Linked DNA regions of Mus musculus: region 1 is linked to region 2. A link is a contact called in public HiChIP or PLAC-seq data. All regions are on one chromosome and are shown on one strand. The core of a region is the stretch at or near the end of the contact, and the rest is flanking DNA. Distances in the headings are between cores, read along the strand shown.

Region 1 (2,700 bases), core at 180-2,679, 170 kb after region 2:
AGCTGTGGTCAAGAGCCCTGGTAGACAACTGAACAGTGAGTGAATAAGAGAGTGCACTCAGTCTTGGAAACACATCCTATAGAAGATTTTTTTTTCCACTTAGTTTCTACAACCCATCACATGTGATATGAACTGTGAAGACCCTATATGTCAACAGGACACTGATTCTCTCTTGGAATCTCAGCACTTGGAAGATCAAGGAGGATGGGTCATGAGTTCAAGGCCAGCTTGGGCTGGACAGTGAGATTTTGTGTCAAAGGTAAGTAATAATCTCACTTCCCAGTAGCTTCGCATAGAAAACCTTTCCCCTTGTGGCAATTTGCCCGTAATACAGACAAATTTAGTACATGATTCACCCCCAGCCCTCCTAGGAGATTAATTCTGGCAAAGTTTCCTATGTTGGTTAGTTTTAATTGTCAACTTGACACAACTTAGAATTATCTGGGGAGACAGTCTTCATGAGCAATTGTATAGATCAGGTTGGACTCTAGGCACATCTGTAGGGGGTCTTGGCTGCTAATTGATATAGAAAGACCCACTCTGGATGTGGGTGACATCATTTCATAGGCTGGACCCTGCACTGTGTGACAGTAAAGAAAGTAGCAGCTGACCATACAAAAGCAAGCTCTTGACTACACGTGGTGGGGCCAGCCAACTAATATGCCTGCTTCCATGATTACTTTGAAATTACTGAACATAACCTGAAATTGTAAATTAAAATAAAACTCTTCTTTCTCTAAGTTGCTTTTAGTCAGGGAACATTATCACAGTGACAGAAATAAAACTAGAATACCCCCTTTACAGGGTTAGACATGAAAAAGAGGCTAAGATTATTGCTCGCTCTCTCACTGATTCAGGCTTTGGAGTTGATCGTTCCATTTTGTCAAGGAGACTGGACAGAAAGGAAAGAGGCAACAACTTGAGAGCATGTCTTTTCAATTGTTTGCGAGCAGTGTGGAAGGAAAAGATCTTGCCACAGTGAGTTGGAGGTTTAGCAATGAATCTTTGAGGCTGAATGTCCTGTGGTTTGGTGGTGTGATTTTTTTTTTCAGTTCTTCAGTTGTAGCCCTGGGATCTGGCATCTCTGCCCTAGAACATTCTTCTCAATAACATGGGTCTATGCTATTCAAAGCATACTTCTAAGATACCTAACAAATGTCTCTGGGCCTTAGCACCATTAGCTGTGTGGCGAGTGAGGTCCGAATCAGTAGACTTAAATGCCATTCCCACCTTGGTGAGCGTCCCTCTATGAATTCAACTCTGTGTGCCTGCATGTGTCCCAGTGCCCTCTGGTTTCTTGATGGATGTCACAAGAGAAATTCTCTCACTATAGCGGAGGGAGGATCCTTGCTTGACGTGTTACCCTTCAAAGTTGTTTCCAAGCCAAAGATTTTTGAGATGACTTTGTGGCGAGGAAGACCATGAGTCATGCTGAGCTTACTAATTCTATTTCTGGAAACCGTGGGAGGTGGTGTGATGTTGTGGAGAACAACAGAGCACTGCAGACACCCTGGTCTGGGATTGGATCTTGATTGAAGCTCACCAGCCTTGTGGGACTGAAGTAGTACTCTGACTCTGGACCTCACTCCCTTTCCCTGTGAAATGGGTTGTTGAGTTGTTAAAAAGACTCATAATACAGCATCAGGACACTATATGCTACATGGACAGGACAGAACATACCTTCTGGAACATACTGCCAGGAAGTATAATAGTCTTGAAGCTTCACAGACACTGAAGGTGTAGGACACCATATTGTTTTCAACTTCAGTGTTGCCTTCTAGTAACACTGTAAGAACGTAATTATATACTCTCCTTAATGGTCAAAGATACCCAATACATTATCCAGAAAATAATTGTTTCAATTATACCATTTAACCCTCATTCTCTCACATCTAACATAGAAATAATAACAGCTTCATTGTTTGCTGAAGTTAAAAGAAATTGTAAGTAAACTTGTTGAATTTGAATAGGGTTTAAATGCATCTATCCTTTTAGAGATCGGATAGGTGCTGTGTGATGACTCTGCTGTATGCCACATGAGCTCTGTCTATAAAAATGCTAACTAGTATGTATTGAATTCTTCTGTGGTCCAGGGGTTAACAAGATATTCTATACATTTTTCAAAGCAACATCCTGAGAAGGCTCCATTGCTTTAATTTTGAAAATGAGGAATGTGTTCTTTAGATAGTTAAAGGAACCTTCCCAATTCCCCTGGATACCATTCTGGGTCTCCAGCCACAAAGTCTGTGACTTCCCCAATACATGAGCCTTGGCTCTTGTTCTTCATTACTGCATAGACAGCCATGCAGGACTCCTGTCCTTGGGAAGAACATCGTGATTGGATAGAAAGGTCTTGAGGCTGATTCTTTCCGTTGGGGTGGAGATGTAGTACCTGCCCAGGCTGAGCTTCCCCTAAAGTCAGTCACAGAGCTAGAGATGGAGAATTGGGCATTAAATTCCTTTTGTCTTAATGCAATACCTAACAGGAAGGAGAGGAGGAAAGCACATCATGGCCAAACAAGAGGAGTGGCATTTCCAGAGCAGAACAAGTTTGAAAAGAGAATCCCAAGCCCTACAAAACCAAAGAAAGTTTTTGATATAAAGCAAACCATGGCTGCCATGCTATATTTGCCCCTGCATATGTGAAACCACCATTTACAGAGGACAGTTAAAATATTTCCAAGCCCTGTCATCTGTTTT
Region 2 (2,700 bases), core at 12-2,511:
TCATTTTGGGCATCTTCAGGGACTCTCCTGTAGAGCTGCTATTCTTTGTGAGATAGTCTACTCAGCATATGGCTCTACCAGAGTCACATCACACTTGATTGCAACAATCTCAGCATCTTTCAGTTGTCAACTTGTATGTTTACTGAATGGGATGATAACTATGTGTGTGTGTGTGTGTGTGTGTGTGTGTGTGTGTGTGTGTGTGTGTTTGTGTGTGTGTGTGAATGTACGTGTCCCAGACAGTCCCTACATCTTCTACAACAAGGATTTAGCCTGCAACATTATGTTTTAACAATTTTTTCATTATCTTTGTTGAATGACAAACTTGAGGCTCCAGGAGGAAAGTGGTCACCCAGTCCCCACAGGACACCTTCCCCCAACAGAGACTGGATAAGGCTTTTGTTTTCCTGGGATTATAAGGGATTCTCTCTAGTAGGAAGGAGAGAGCTTCAGGACTCCTCTCCTTGTGGCTACAAGTTCTTTGTTTTTCAGAATCAGGGAAATGCCCCAGGATTCCTTGCTCTGTTACCCTGGGAGACTATTGCTCAATCCTAGCAGCTGCTCTGGAGGAAAAGAAAAAGCAGACATTCTGAATGTATCATATGTACAGTGCAATGTTGAACTGAAGATTGCTAATGAGTATCGTATGTATAGTGCAGTGTTGAACTGAAGATTGCTAATGAGCAAGAACTCTTTTATTGTGCAGTCTACTTCCAGTGAGGTCTAGTTCTTAATTTTCAGTGGGCGTAGCAGGAAGTACTACTGTTTTTTTTTTTTTTTTTTTTTTTTTTTTTTTTTTTTAGTAAAACATATATATTACTAATACTGTTGCTATATAAAACAATATTTGGCCAAGATGGTTAAGATATGATTCATTCCTTGTTCACCAAGTTGCTAAATATTGTGTAGTGAGTGGAGTCACCATATGGCATAGCTGAGCTTCCTTGGGAGGCTGGGTACAATATTATGTTGGGTATAGAATTTGGAATTTCACATGTCTGTGGTGGAATGAATGTGAATGAAGACAACTGACTGCTAATTTCATTAAACCCTCCTGCAGGCTAAGATGCACACGGCAAATGGATATCTTGTCACCCTTGCATCCATCTCTGAGGTTGATTTCTCTCAGAAACTGATGGAGAGTGGGCAGTGCCACACATCTAGCCACAGATGCAATCTTTGAAGAGAAACGTGTGTGGGCAAGCACAGTGGCAGCTGGGAAAGTCTAAATGACTGAAGCCTGTGACTCAGATATCTTAAACTGCCTTAAAATTAATGAAGCTCTGTGGAATGACTCAGTTCATTCATGTCCTCAGCCCGCAGGCTCCAAAGCTTGCAGAAATGGCTGTGGTTCACAGCTCAGGAGAGCTGACTCCATAGAGGAAAGCGGGCCCACAATGGGAGAAGAGGCGCTTTCTGCGGTGCGTGTCTATCATCCTGGCTGGAGACACAGGTGAGCTGGTCCCCGGTCTTCTCAGGAGAGGCGTGCAGAACCCCGACCCCACCCCCAGGCTGACTTCTGATCCTTGTACATTTCAAAAGAGACCTTGAGTATTGAGGTTGTGTCAGTGTTCATATTCTGATTAGCCAGAATCTTACTAAGGACCAGCTTTCCTTCTGAGACTGACTCTCAGTCTGGAACCTAGGCTGGCCTGGATCTCATGTACAGGCAAGGCTGACTGCAAATTTGCAGCAAGCCACCATTCCCAGCTTCAGGTAAAGTTCAAGTATGAGATGCATGCCTCCTAGTCACAGAAAACGAGTAAGGGAAATTAAGATACTTGTAAGACTTGGTTTTCTTCTTGTTTAAGGCTCTTAGGCCCAGCCGGGCATGGTGGCACACGCCTTTAAATTCCAGCACTCGGGAAGCAAGGCCAGCCTGGTCTACAAAGTGAGTTCCAGGACATCCAGGGCTACACAGAGAAACCCTGTCTCGAAAAACCAAAAACAAAAAAAGGATCTTAGGCCCAGTTAGAGAACTGCTGCATCCTTAGGGCTATTTTACCATGCTGAGCATGGCTGTGGTTCATAGTCAACACGGCTGGGTAGGACTGTTGGCTGTTTCTTTCCCTTGGCAGCTTGCATGGCGTTGTCTGGTACCATGAAAACTAGTTTCTAGGGAAAGGCATTTGGCTTAGTTCCAGCTCAGGTAACCCTGGGTCCTACATCTGAAGTGCATGATACCTTCAGCAATAGGGACTTACCTTACACCTCTGAGAGGCAACCAAGGCCAATAACAATAGGCTCTATGTTTTGGGAGTCTCTTAGACGTTCTCACCAACAATGCAAAGGAGGGCTTCACATGCCTGATGTTGAGGTAAAAACGTCATTACATGATCTTTGGGTCTCAGAGGGGTCGTTGTCAATCCAGATAAGGAAATTCCATTTAAATTGTATATGCATATCTATGCACAGAATTCTCAAAATAAATAAATAAATAAAGGAAGTAATAAAAAATAAGACAAACAAAAAAGACACCTGAAGGTCAATAAAAGCAGCAGGCCTTAACCTCACAGTCTAAATGTCAAAAAGAAAACAGGGTCACTGAAGCCCACTGAGGACCAAAATATGAGAGAAATACCCCATGATGAGCCAAAGTCTCAGAGGGAATGAGATAAGTTCAAAAGAAGGCAACAGAAAGAAATCACCAGAATATTATCTTACCTCATGGTGTCTGTCACTCCTTGCTTGAGCCCAGTG

The links. HiChIP or PLAC-seq counts read pairs in DNA pulled down with a chosen protein or histone mark.
Region 1: a contact with region 2 is called in an H3K27ac HiChIP or PLAC-seq map of embryonic fibroblasts, with 27 read pairs. The contact joins two enhancer-like sites. A contact is called at or near these places in 14 of 39 promoter capture datasets (the 3T3-L1 cell line, 3T3-L1-derived adipocytes, the C10 cell line and 9 more), 1 of 15 datasets of contacts at CTCF or cohesin (CD8 T cells), 18 of 484 Hi-C or Micro-C datasets (B cells, the C10 cell line, the C2C12 cell line and 11 more) and 5 of 115 datasets of contacts at active chromatin or transcription factors (CD8 T cells, double positive thymocytes, effector CD8 T cells and 2 more).

Annotation. Positions count from the first base shown.
Region 1 is chr12:16,005,457-16,008,156 of GRCm38.p6, forward strand. It overlaps Gm36235 (a long non-coding RNA gene), which reads right to left. Exons shown (of 8, transcript XR_872507.1): 2 at 1,681-1,786; 3 at 1-28. Among named protein-coding and RNA genes, the nearest start is that of Gm36235, 8.7 kb to the right of the region's middle. Within about 2 kb of position 1,430, at least 73 of the 459 cell types and tissues checked have an H3K27ac peak or open chromatin away from gene starts, as enhancers often do. A contact at or near this core is called in the C2C12 cell line and embryonic fibroblasts, where this site is marked.
Region 2 is chr12:15,831,585-15,834,284 of GRCm38.p6, forward strand. It overlaps Gm5432 (a long non-coding RNA gene), which reads left to right. Exons shown (of 3, transcript XR_001780551.2): 2 at 1,061-1,453. Among named protein-coding and RNA genes, the nearest start is that of Gm5432, 16 kb to the left of the region's middle. Within about 2 kb of position 1,262, at least 46 of the 459 cell types and tissues checked have an H3K27ac peak or open chromatin away from gene starts, as enhancers often do. A contact at or near this core is called in the C2C12 cell line and embryonic fibroblasts, where this site is marked.